Regions from separate parts of the Ovis aries genome. Here region 1 is linked to region 2. A link is a contact called in public Hi-C data. All regions are on one chromosome and are shown on one strand. The core of a region is the stretch at or near the end of the contact, and the rest is flanking DNA. Distances in the headings are between cores, read along the strand shown.

Region 1 (6,624 bases), core at 883-3,382, 200 kb before region 2:
GAACTGGAGCTTCAGGGCTGAGTCCTGCTCTTGTTTCAGCTGCAGGTGGCTGGCCCAGAATGGGCAATGGGCCTTTCCCATCATCGCAGGCCTCCTCTTTATCCTCACCTTCTTCAGTCTCATTTCACTCAACTTCTCAGACCCGGGCATCTTGCATCAAGGTGAGACATTGGCTCCCTGGGGCGCCTGCCTGCAGGGGTGATCCCTAAAGTGCTCCTCCCATCTCCCCCCACCACCACTGGGGCCTTAGGGCTCCTTCGCCCCACGTCCTCATTTGCTCAGGCCCCGCATCTGCCACTTCATTTCTTGAGCCATGGAGGTGTGACAAACACAGAATCTTGGAGGTTTTCCAGTTTCCTTGGAGGGTAGGGCCAGGGCAGAAGTTTCTTGGGAGAGAAGCCAGCTGTTCACAACCGCTGATTTTTCTCTTCCTCCTCCCTACCACACAAATTCCGTAAAGCGTCGGTCATAGTACCAAAGGCCTGAGTTCACGAAGAACTCCTTGGGCTGGAAACCCACTTTCCCTGTGACTACCAGCCTCTCTAAGCTTGGCCAGCTTGCTCAGTGGGGACTAAGGATTCCCCTGCCACCTGGTCCCCACGCTTCCTGAGCCCAGGGATGTCGTGGGGCTGCCCGCCTCCACCCTTCTGCTGCAGCAGACTGATGGAAGGGCCTCGGGCTGCTGCTCAATCCTCTTCCCATGCCAGGATCCAATGAACAGGGGCCCCTGATGGTACATGTGGTATGGGTGAACCACAGGGCCTTCCGCCTGCAGTGGTGCCAAAAGTGCTGCTTCCACCGCCCGCCCCGGACCTACCACTGTCCCTGGTGCAACATCTGTGTGGAGGTAAGTGCCCCTATCTCCTGCCCACCTACTCTCCCGGCACCTGTCTGGGACCAGGAAGCCTACTTACATGGGGGCCAGTGGTGGGCGTGAAATGACTTCTGGGACTGTTAAAGACCAAAGGTGGCAGTAATTCCCAGCCACTCTTGATCACTCAGGCAGGTCACTGCCTCTGTGCCTGCACCTTTTCCGGGAGACTGGCCCCTTTCTGCACTGGTGCTAACATTGTAGAGGGGCATCCACATCTATGCTGGGCCTGGTCAGACACTGCTATTCTTCCCAGGCTCAATGGCACTGGATGTCCAAATGCCCTTGGCAGGCTGCAGGACCAGCCAGGGGAACATCCTGCCTCTTCTGAATGTCTAGAACAGAGGGTCTCCTGGTCTCCTGGGTTCTGAGTGCACAGTCTGCAACAGTTCAGCAATGTGCTGTCTTAACTGGTCCTTGCAACCCTGGGAGACTGGCTGGGCAATCGTGTTATTATTAGGCCCACCCAGTGGATGAGGAAACAGATGCCCAGAGATATTCTATGTCCTGTCTGAAGTTACACCAGGATTTGTCCCAGAGAAGACCAGGCAGGTCCTGTCTCCAAAGCCTCTTGACAAGACGTGTAGCTCTGTGAGCCCTGCGGTGCTCTAACAGGGGAATGCCAGCAGGGTTAAGGACTTTGAGACTTAGATTTTCCCTAGGAATGGGAGCCACTTCATGAGGTCAAGGGCAGGTGGTTTAGAGGGAGTGCATAAGATTTGGGGGCGATGGAGCCTGGATCAGAGATTGGGTCAAGGCCTGAGCCTTCTCCCTCTTGCCTAGGACTTTGACCACCACTGCAAGTGGGTCAATAACTGCATCGGTCACCGCAACTTCCGCTTCTTCATGCTGCTTGTCCTGTCCTTATGCCTCTACTCGGGTGCCATGCTGGTCACCTGCCTGATCTTCCTGGTGCGTACGACCCACCTATCCTTCTCCATGGACAAGGCCATCGCGTATCCGCTGGGGTGTGGGGACCCACGACCAAACAGTGAGGGTGGCGAGGAGCTGTCAACAGAGGGGCGGGGTCACCGGGGGGGGCAGAGTTAATGGTGAGCAGGGTTAGACGGTGAAGCCGCCTGACAGGACTGATCTGAGACGAGGTGAGGACAGATAGGGTCAGAGAGATGGGTGGGGATAGGAGGAACTGTGAAGGGGTGAGCTGGCAGAGTCAAGGATGGAGAATGCTAGAGGTGGCACGGGCCCTAGGCAGCAGGGTGGGCAGGGAGCTGGTGGGCGGGGCTACGTGTGGGCGGGGTTATGCTAGGGCCGGGGCCAAGGAGGTCTGCCCGGAGGCGCTGCTCCTTAGCTGCTGTGCAGCATCTTGGTTGCTGTACCCGCCGCCGGCTTCCTGGTGCCCCTCTTCCTGTTGCTGCTGATCCAAGTCATGTCGGTGAGCGCGGCGGAGCGGTCCTACGAGGGCAAGGTACGTGGGGACGAGCGGGGCGCCATGATGGTATCGGGCTGTGGGTGGTCACCTTACCCCTCCGGGCTTCCGCACCTTCCGCTTTCTCCTTCGCCCTGGTCTTTGATGGCCTGAGCTCTCTCGAAGGTGCCTCTTGAGCCCTTCCAGACGCAGATTCAAGCTCAGATCTCACCTCCTTCCGGAGCTCGGCAGTCACTCTTCTTGCGTCGAAGGTGCACTAGTGAGGGCTAGGCCCCGTGCGCATTATTTTGAGCCATGGGCGTGGAGGAGAGTGAGGCTGCATCCTGAGAGTGTGCTGACAAGGAAACGGAAATCAGAGTAACTCATCAGACACCAGCGAACGCGCTGAGAGAGGGGCCTCCCGACATTGTGTAGCACAAACTCAGAGCACTGAGAGTTCAGTGAGGACCGCGGTGTTGAGTAGGACGTGCCACTTAGCGGGTTTGGACGGCAGAAGGCGAGGCATTGCTGTGAGGGGCAAAGAGTGCAAAAAAAGCACGGAAGCCTGAAAGTCTGTGGAATGCTGGTAGGCGGGTGAGGGAACACTGCTGATCGCCGCAGGTGTGGCATGAGCAGTCAAGTGATCTGCCTGGGACTGACCAGATTTACAAGGCAAAGAAGTCAGGTGGATAATTTAATCTTGGTGCAGTGGAAACTTGGAAACCTTGATAGGACTTTTTTCTTTACACACAGTAAAGTTCACCCTTTTTAGTGCACAGTTGTATGAGTTTTGACAAACATACAGTTCTGTAATCACTGCCATAACCAAGATTTAGACTAGCTCCATCCACCCTCCCCTCACTCCCCAAATTCCCTCATGGACTTTTGTAGTCCATTTCTCTCCCAACTTGCAGCCCCTGGCAAATACAGAATTGTTTTCTAGCCCAACAGTTTCTCCTTTTTCAGAATTTCATATAAATATAATCATGGCCTTCTGAGTCTGGTTTCATTCACTCAATGTAATCCATTTGAGATTCATCCAGGTTGTTTCCCGTATCAGGAGTTTCCCTCTCTTTGCTTCAGTAGTATCTCATCAAACAGGTGTGTCACAGCTTCTTTACTCTTTTTTTGCCAGTTGAAGGATATCTGCATTGTTTTTGGATTTTGGTGATTATAAATGAGGCAGGACAGGAGAATGTTGGATCCCACCAAAAAAAGATAACCCATGTCCAAGGGCAAAGGAGAAGCCCCAGCAAGATGGTAGGAGGGGCAAAATCACTTTTAGAATCAAACCCAATACTCGCCAGAGAAACTTGGAGGGCTCAAACAAACCTTGTGTGCACCAGGACCCAGAGACCTCACAGAGGCTGAGCCAGAACTGTGTTTGAGTGTCTTCTGCCGAGGTACGGGTCAGCAGTGGCCTGCCGCAAGGGCAGGGGCTCTGGGTGCAGTAGACCTGGGTATGGCATAAACCCTCTTGGAGGAGGTTTCCATTAACCCCAGCATAGAGTCGCCAGAACTTACACAGGACTGGGGAAACAGACTCTTGGAGGACACAGACAAAACCTTGTGCAGACCAGGACCCAGGAGAAAGGAGCAGTGACCCCACAAGAGACTGAGCCAGACTTGCCTGTGAGTGTCCAGGAGCCTCTGGCAGAGGCGTGGGTCAACGGTGGCCTGCTGCAAGGTTGGGGGCACTCAGTGCCGCAGTGCATGCATGGGACCTTTTAAAGGAGGTCACCATTATCCTCATTCAGTTCAGTTCAGTTCAGTTGCCCAGTCATGTCTGACTCTTTATGACCCCATGGACTGCAGCACACCAGGCATCTCTGTCCATCACCAACTCCTGGAGTTTACTCAAACTCATGTCCATTGAGTCAGTGATGCCATCCAACCATCTCACCCTCTGTTGTACCCTTCTCCTCCTACCTTCAGTCTTTCCCAGCATCAGGGTCTTTTCCAGTGAGTCAGTTCTTTGCATCAGGTGGCCAAAGTATTGGAGTTTCAGCTTCAGCATCAGTCTTTCCAATGAATATTCAGGACTGATTTCCTTTAGGATGGACTGGTTGGATCTCCTTGCAGTCCAAGGGACTCTCAAGAGTCTTCTCCAACACCACAGTTAAAAAGCATCACTTCTTTGGCACTCAGCTTTCTTTATAGTCCAGCTCTAATCCATACATGACTGCTGGAAAAACCATAGCTTTGACTAGACGGAACTTTGTTGGCAAAATAATGTCTCTGCTTTTTAATATGCTATCTAGGTTGGTCATAACTTTTCTTCCAAGGAGCAAGCATCTTTTAATTTCATAGCTGCAGTCACCATCTGCAGTGATTTTTGAGCCCCCCCAAATAAAGTATGTCACTGTTTGCACTGTTTCCCCACCTATTTGCCATGAAGTGATGGGACCAGATGCCATGATCTTAGTTTTCTGAATGTTGAGTTTTAAGCCAACTTTTTCACTCTCCTCTTTCACTTTCATCAAGAGGCTCTTTAGTTCTTCTTCACTTTCTGCCATAAGGGTGGTATCATCTGCATATCTGAGGTTATTGACAATCTTAAGTGATCTGTCTGGGATTGACCAGATTTAAAAGGCAAAGAAGTCAGGTGGATAATTTAATGTTGGTGCAGTGGAAACTTGGCAATCTTAATTCTAGCTTGTGCTTCATCCAGCCCAGCGTTTCTCATGATGTACTCTGCATATCAGTTAAATAAGCAGGGTGACAATATACAGCTCTATACAGTCAGCAAAAACAAGACCGGGAGTTGACTGTGGCTCAGATGATGAACTCCTTATTGCCAAATTCAGACTTAAATTGAAGAAACCACTAGACCGTTCAGGTATGACCTAAATAAAATCCCTTACAAATAGACGGTGGAAGTGACAAATAGATTCAAGGGATTAGATCTGATAGACAGAGTGCCTGAAGAACAATGGACGGAGGTTCGTGACATTGTACCGGAGGCAGGGATCAAGACCATCCTCAAGAAAAAGAAATGCAAAAAGGCAAAATGATTGTCTGAGAAGGCTTTACAAATAGCTGAGAAAAGAAGAGAAGGAAAAGGCAAAGGAGAAAAGGAAAGATATACCTATTTGAATGCAGAGTTCCAAAGAATAGCAAGGAGAGATAAGAAAGCCTTCCTCAGTGACCAATGCAAAGAAATAGAGGAAGACAATAGAATGGGAGAGACTAGAGATCTCTTCAAGGAAACTAGAGATCTTTTCAAGAAAATCAGAGTTACCAAGGGAACATTTCATGCAAAGATAGGCACAATAAAAGACAGAAATGGTATGGACCTAACAGAAGCAGAAGATATTAAGAAGAGGTGGCAAGAATACACAGAAGAACTGTACAAAAAAGATCTTCATTACTCAGATAACCATGGTGGTGTGATCACTCACCTAGAGCCAGACATCTTGGAATGCAAAGTCAAGTAGGCCTAAGGAAGCATCACTACAAACAAAGCTAGTGGAGGTGATAGAATTCCAGTTGAACTATTTCAAATCCTGAAAGATGATGCTGTGAAAGTGCTGCACTCAATATGCCAGCAAATTTGGAAAACTCAGCAGTGGCCACAGGAGTAGAAAAGGTCAGTTTTCATTCCAATCCCAAAGAAAGGCAATGCCAAAGAATGTTCAAACTATCACACAATTGCACTCATCTCACATGCTAGCAAAGTAATGCTCAAAATTCTCCAAACCAGGCTTCAACAGTACATGAACCATGAACTTCCAAATGATTAAGCTGGATTTAGAAAAGGCAGAGGAACCAGAGATCAAATAGCCAACATCTGTTGGATCATTGAAAAAGCATAAGAGTTCCAGAAAAACATCTACTTTATTGACTATGCCAAGGCCTTTGACTGTGTGGATCACAACAAACTATGGAAAATTCTTAAAGAGATGGGAATACCAGACCACCTTACCTGCCTCCTGAGAAATCTGTATGCAGGTCAAGAAGCAACAGTTAGAACTGGATGTGGAACAATAGACTGGTTCCAAATAGGAAAAGGAGTATGTCAAGGCGGTATACTGTCACCCTGCTTATTTTAACTTGTATGCAGAGTACATCATGAGAAACACTGGGCTGGATGAAGCACAAGCTGGAATTAAGATTGCCGGGAGAAATATCAATAAACTCAGATATGCAGATGACACCACCTTTACAGCAGAAAGCGAAGAAGAACCAAGGAGCCTCTTGATGAAAGTGAAAGAGGAGGGTGAAAAAGTTGGCTTAAAACTCAACATTCAGAAAACTAAGATCAAGGCATCCAGTCCCATCACTTCATGGCAAATAGATGGGAAATAATGGAAACAGTGAGAGCCTTTATTTTCTTCGGCTCCAAAATCACTGCAGATGATGACTGCAGCTATGAAATTAAGACACT
Region 2 (6,755 bases), core at 999-3,498:
CAGGCGGCCCTGCAGAGCCACAGCTGGAGCGTGCAGAGGGCTGCCCAGTATCTGAAGGTACCATCACCTCCTGCCCACTCTGGCTTTCAGGGACCCTGAGGACTGTTCTGCGGCTCTCCTCCCACTCTCTCCCTCCCTACCCCCACCCCCTTCCTCTGCCCCGCCCTGGTCCAGCGCCCTGCCCTGGTCCAGCGCCTCTCCGCCCCAGTGTGTCCCATGGCAGCACCCTCTGCTCCCCAGGTGGAGCAGCTCTTTGGTCTGGGTCTGCGGCCACGAGGCGAGTGCCACAACGTGTTGGAGATGTTCGACTGGAACCTGGAACAGGCCGGCTGCCACCTGCTGGGCTCCTGTGGCCCTGCCCACCACAAGTGAGCAAACCCTGCATCTGCCGTCTTCCTGTCCCCGGGCTTCCTAGAGCAGCCACCCTGGGAGTAGCCAACATTGCACGGCCAGACACAGGGCCCCAGGCCAGGAGAAGGGAGGGGGTCCCAGTCCCACAAGACAGGCAGTTCTCGAGGAAAACAGTTTCTCTTAAGCACATTTGTCTTGACTTCATAGCTTCGGTGTTCAGATGAACTAATGAGTGAGAGGAATCGGAGCCACTCTGGTTGTAGGGGGCTTGCTTCCTAATCAGGCTCTAGCGAGCAGCAGTTTAGGATCCAATAATTTAAACAAATACTTCTTACCTCCTCATTTCCTATTTGTGTTTAAAATAACACCTAAAGTTTTAATGCCTTTTTAAAGGAATGTCTAATAAAAAAAATCCATTACTTTTCCTATAAAAAATGTATATGTAATCTGACATTAATATATAGATGTATATTAATAGCAAACTTGATGTAGAGTGTAAATACCAATGAAAGTTTTATTGAGTCAAAAGTGAACTTCTACCCTGGGAGGAAGTGCTGGCGGGGTGTGGGGTGTCAAGAGTCCCCTGGCAGGACAGCCTGATTGGAGCCCAGCGCCCTGTTCACATATGGTGTCAACTTATGCTCCTTTCCTGATCTCTCAGGGTACTCATCTGTAACATGTGTATCAGTGTTAGTTCCAACCTTATAGAAATTTTTAGAAGAATTAATGAGGGATGCCTCTGTCATACAGGACGCTGTCCATCACTGAATGTTAACCGTTACCTTGTGGTTATTCTTACTCATTTGCATCAGTTATTGATACACAGTTAGCTTATTAAAGAAGGCATACAGAATGATAAATTCCAATGTTATTGCCTAGAACCACCCATTTTCAACTCCTTTGGCCAGCACCAAGAGGCCTTCTCGTACCTGCTCACCCTGGACCTTCCATCCTCTTGCACTGACCCCTTCTGATGGAAGGCTTTCTGATTGTTTCCCATCCTTTAGGCGCTGAGATGCCTGAAGAGCCAGAGGATCTGCCCTGAAGGAATCACTTAAGCTTGTCCGTCTGAGGGGGCCGGGGAGACTCCCTGCCAGGCCTGGAGGACCTGCTGCACCCACGGCCCCCAGTGGCAGAGTGAGGCCACGGCAGCAGGGAGCTGGGACCCCCGCCCTGCCTGTCCCTCGCTCCCCCAGTGCTGCCCCTGCAGCTCTAGAGCCCATGGTGCCCCAGCCAAGGTGCAGGAGGGAGCCTCTTGAAGGCAGGCTGGGGTCGGCCTCAGCAGGCCCTGCAGCTCACCTGCCTCTGGGCTTTAGTCCCTGGTGGAGCCTGTGGCTAAAGGGTGTGGCCAGGCCTTGCCGGCGGGAAAGCCAGACTTGACCTTGGGCCAGGAGGATGTGTTGGCCATACAGAGAGGTGGACCAGGGAGTGGGTGGGGGCCCTTCACAGGGCTAGGCCCTTTCCAGGGAGCCCTGTCGAACAGAATGTGGCCTCACCATGCACGTATTATGGGACTTGGCCGGTCTTAGGATCTTGTGCCTGAAAATAGCTTGAGGTGGCTCAGGTAGCAGAGCTGGGGTGCCAGTTCATTCCCTGGCAGGGACCAGGGCCCCAGGGCCCAGGATTGGAAGGAGACCAAGGGGGCAGCTGCCCTGGAGGGACACCAGTGCTTCCTCTTTGACCCAGCTCTTCCCCTCTGCTGTTCCGTGTTTTCCCACCAGTCTGTCGCCAAAGTTGCTGCCCCAGCTATGAATATCTGCTTCTTCCAGAGAAATAAAGTTAGTTTCTATTTTATGTTACTTATTTGTGTCTGCCTGTTTCTTTTGTCAGCTGCCTGAGGTTCCAGGGCTCCCCAAGCTACTGCCGTCTATCCCAGGCAGCAGGCCCTGTAGCGCCATCTGTTGATGAAGAAGAGGAAGTACAGGCCTCTTTGACCCTAAGGAGTCTCTCCCTTTCCTGGGCTGGCTGAGGACAGAACCCACCTAATTCAGTGTCCCTTAAGTTTTATCTCTGGAGTTCTGTGAGGCAGGATACACTGTGGGACAGAGTAAAGTAACTCAATTAGCTGGACCTAAGCCAGAAATTTTTTTGGCACATGCTAAGTCACTTTAGTCATACCTGACTCTTTGCAACCCTATGGACTATAGCCCACCAAGCTCCTCTATCCATGGGATTCTCTGGACAAGAATACTGAAAAAAAAAAAAATATTGGAGTGGGTTGCCATGTCGTTTTCTCCAGGGGATCTTCCCGACCCAGGGATCAAACTCGTGTTTCTTGTATCTCCTGCATTGGCAGGCGGGTTCTTTACCACCAGCACTATCTGGGAAGCCCTTTTGTTTGTTTAAGCATGGAAGGCCTCAATATGTATAAGCATTTTAATTTTCTGGATAGCTAATAATTCACTTGGTTCAAAATGCAGAAGATACTAAGGCGTATACGGTGAGATTTCCCACCCCAGCTGCCACCTCCCCTCTTCCCGAGGCTGCCTTCATCCTCAGTTTCCCATGTTTCTTGTTTTTTTCACTTAGTGTTGTGAAGAGCTCCTTAGCCATACTGAAAGAGCTTCCCCAGGCTTGTCTAGGGCTGCGTGGATGCGGCTGAACCATTCTCTAGGGCTGCGTGGATGCGGCTGAACCATTCTCTGTTTAACCAGGCCCTTTTGGATGGTGAGCTATTTGGTTGTTCCCAGTCCTCAACAGTTACAGTCATTGCAGCAAAAAACGGTGAATGTGGGTTATTCGTCACTCGCAAGGCAGTCTGAAGGATGAGTTCCTAGAAGCGGTGCTCCTGCACCAGAGTACACAGCTCCTGAGGAATCCTGCCCGCTTTCTCCCCACAGAGGAGGGTCTTCCCAGTGTCACAGTCACCAGTGTGTGAGAGCTTTCCGTGTGTTATCAGAGCTTTCTGACTTTAGACAGTCTGACACGTGGAAAATGGTGTGTTTTAAAATGCACTCCTCTAAGTGGGGCCATTTATATCTCTTTTCTATGAGCTACTTATTAATAGCTTTGACCCATTAAAAATTAGATTATTAATCTGTTTCTTACTGGTTTTAAGGAATTTAGTGAAAGAAGAAGTGTACCCTTTTGAGCTTTATCATATTATCATCTGAACTTAGGGAAAAGAGGTAAGTCATAAAGTAAGCTGATGGCTTGGGTTTATTAAAAACAGGCAATTCAAGATGTTCCTGAGTTGTCCTCCTTAGTGTCTGGGGCTCCAGGTTGGCTGTGGAGTAGGCCCCCTAGGAGATCTTTAGCCTTCGGACGCAAATGTTTTCTGAGTATGCTATTCACAAAGGCAGGAATTAAATTATATTTAGCTGCCATTTAAAGAAATTAATCAAATATATTATCAGGTCAGTTCAGTTGCTTAGTCATGTCTGACTCTCTGACCCCACAGACCGCTGCACACCAGGAAAAAGCGTGTTGTCATAGGAAAGGAAAAAGTATTTGGGCCTTGCTGCTAGACCTGGATTTCATTCTCAGTTGTTGAATCTTGGAAAAATGACAACTTTTCTGAGTCTAAACTGGGGGAGAGTGTAATTCCCACTTTATAGAACGGTTGTGAGAATTAAGTGAAGTCAGGTAGGTGAAACACTTTGCTAGGTGACTGGCCATGGGAATTACCCGGTAAACTATAATCATAACAAATTCTGTTTCTTCATATTCCTGCCTATTGATAGCTTGCATTATACACTGAACAACTCTTAAGTGTACAAATCTCTTCTTTCACCTACCCTCTTATCTGGAAACAATTTGTTTTTTGCTAGCAAGTCACTTCTAGTTACAGATCATGGGCACTTTTAGCTCCATTAAAAAATGTCATTTTTTGGAGAAGAAAATGGCACCCCACTCCAGTACTCTTGCCTGGAAAATTCCATGGACGGAGGAGCCTGGTAAACTACGGTCCATGGGATTACAAAGAGTTACACGCAACTGAGCAACTTCACTTCTTAAAAAAAAAAAAGTTTTTTGGTGAATGATGACAGAGCTAATACATTTCAGAATTATATTTTATAAGGGGGATACCAAAGCATCCGGAGTTTCCTCAGGGGGTCAGGAGAACCAATGTACTTTTCTTGCCAGAGACACAGCTCCCTGAATTCTAGGTTTTCCTGCCATTTTTCTCGTTTCTGGTCAGGCTGCCAGCTTCTGCCAGCATCTCTTGGGTTTATTGAAAAGATCTTAAGGAAAGATACTGAAAGAGCTGACCCAAGTTTGCCAATACGGAGCATCAGTAAATCGGTGAGGAATCACTGGATACCTTCTTTGTGTCAAGCCTTGAAGAGGGGATACAAGTTAAAGAGACATAGTCTGTGCCCAGGGGGACTGTGGCATTGCAGCAAGACTATGCGTACTCATTACATGCTACATGCCTTGGAATGAGAGAGGAGGTGGCTCCCTGGAGGAAGACATTGTGCTGACCTGATGGGGAGGAATAGGTAAGCGCCAAGAAGGTGAGGGGACAGGACAGCATGGTAGGTGTGGGAAACAGCACTCATATCCTGTGGGGATGCAAACTGGCTTGCCCTGAGAACAACAGTTGGCAAGGCTAGCACTCCTCCTTTTGTTAACTTTCTGGGGTGGGTTGAAAGTGACTTTCATTGTGTGATCCTAGTGAGTGGATCCTAGGGCTGGAAACTGAAGACACTGGTGTGAAATGCTGAGTCCTCTAACAGACAGAGGGAGGTGGCAGAGGAATAATGTGGTCAGACCTGTGTCTTTAAGAGACATGGGATAACCACAAGGTCCTACTGTATAGCACAGGGAACTGTATCTAATAACCTGTGATAAATCATAATGGAAAAGAGTATGAAAATGTGTATATGGGGACTTCTCTGTTGGTCCACTGGTTAGGACGTCACCTTCCCTGCAGGGGGGATGGACTCGATCCTTTCCCGGGGAACTAAGATCCCACATGCCTCAAAGCCAAAAAATGAAATAAAACCAAAACATAGACAATAGAAACAATATTGTAACAAATTCAATAAAAACTTTAAAAATAGTCCACGTCAAAAATGCTTAAAAATTATAATATATGGTGGCTCAGACGGTAAAGCGTCTGTCTACAATGCAGGGGACCCGGGTTCGATCCCTGGGTCTGGAAGATCTCCTGGAGAAGGAAATGGCAGTCCACTCCAGTACTATTGCCTGGAAAATCCCATGGACAGAGAAGCCTGGTAGGCTACAGTCCACGGGGTCGCAAAGAGTTGGACACAACTGAGCAACTTCACCTTGATGTATAATTGAGTCATTTTGCTCTACAGCAGAAATAAAATACAGCATTGTAAATGTACTTTTTTTCAATACAATTCTTTAAAAAGAGAGGGATGGCTCTGCTTTAAAGTGACTTGCTGCTTCACTGTGGCCATGAGTGGAGCAAAGGTCTAGTGCGTCGTGTCTCACTGCACACTAGGAAAATAAAGGTGTTCTTGAAGCAAATTGACTTTTACAGAAATTTGAACTTGGAAAATGAAGAGGCCACCAACTCCTTAAATCCTTGGCTAGAACAGGGGTTCTGAAGGCCAGTCCGGGGCCTGTGCTGGTCTAGGGTCAAGTTTTCACTGGCCTGAGGTGCAATGTTAAGAATAAGAACCGAACAACTTTTTCTCAAAATGTGCTACTCCGCTACAGTGATTGTCTGTATCCTGAGATTTTCGTCTTCCTACGTTGGTATTGAAGTGGCTGTTCTTGTGCAGCGATGGCAGTGGTCGTGGTAGGTGGTAGAATCGTCCTCGTGCCCTTACATGGCAATGCTGTGTCTGCACAGCCTCGCAAGCAGTTATTAGTTTTACATCATAAGCTCTGAAACCCATCTTCAGAACGCCTGGACAAGAGTGCTTTTGTGTTAGGCAGCACCACCTATTGGCAACATGTGACACTGCGGTCTCTTGGGCCAAATGTCAGATGAAGGGATCGTGTGAAGTCATTGCTCAACAAACAAGTCCCAAAACTTCAGGCCCAGACCCATGGGTGCTTAAAGGGCCATTCCAAGGAAGCTACTGGGGAAGAAACAGGTTCACCCATCATCTGGAGCCAAACAGGGGCCAGCTAGGATTTAATGCCAAGCAGAGGAACTGAGTGGGAGGCTTTGAAGGAGCTCACCCCTAACCTAGGAAACTCTGGGCTAACTGGGAGGAAGCTGTGGGCTGAAGAAAAAGTCCTGGGAGGACACAGGTGCCCTTTGGGAAGCCCACACCACCACTGTATCTATTTTTTATTGAAGGGTAGTTGATTTACAATGTTGTATTAATTTCCGCTGTACAGCAAAGTGTCTCAGTTTTACATATACATCCATTCTTTTTTATTTATATTTTAAAATATTTTTTCCATTATGATTTACCCCAGGATATTGCATAGAGTCCCCTGTGTTAAGTAGGACCTTGTTGTTTATTCATAATAGT

Evidence for each region. Hi-C and Micro-C count contacts between places; a contact is called where the count stands out from the background.
Region 1: a Hi-C map of hypothalamus shows a contact between it and region 2, with 2.8 times the contacts expected there. The contact joins the promoter of TFRC here to the enhancer-like site in region 2. A contact is called at or near these places in 7 of 16 Hi-C or Micro-C datasets (blood, hypothalamus, liver and 2 more).

What each region holds. Positions count from the first base shown.
Region 1 is chr1:191,629,902-191,636,525 of ARS-UI_Ramb_v3.0, reverse strand. TFRC (transferrin receptor) reads left to right here and starts at 2,132. Exons shown (of 19, transcript XM_042232713.2): 1 at 2,132-2,297. The coding sequence starts at 2,132. ZDHHC19 (zinc finger DHHC-type palmitoyltransferase 19) reads left to right here. Exons shown (of 4, transcript XM_060419143.1): 2 at 40-161; 3 at 708-847; 4 at 1,655-2,042. The coding sequence ends at 1,921.
Region 2 is chr1:191,431,659-191,438,413 of ARS-UI_Ramb_v3.0, reverse strand. TNK2 (tyrosine kinase non receptor 2) reads left to right here. Exons shown (of 16, transcript XM_042232698.1): 14 at 1-57; 15 at 241-368; 16 at 1,359-2,150. The coding sequence ends at 1,365. Among named protein-coding and RNA genes, the nearest start is that of TNK2, 43 kb to the left of the region's middle. Within about 2 kb of position 2,248, at least 10 of the 54 cell types and tissues checked have an H3K27ac peak or open chromatin away from gene starts, as enhancers often do. A contact at or near this core is called in hypothalamus, where this site is marked.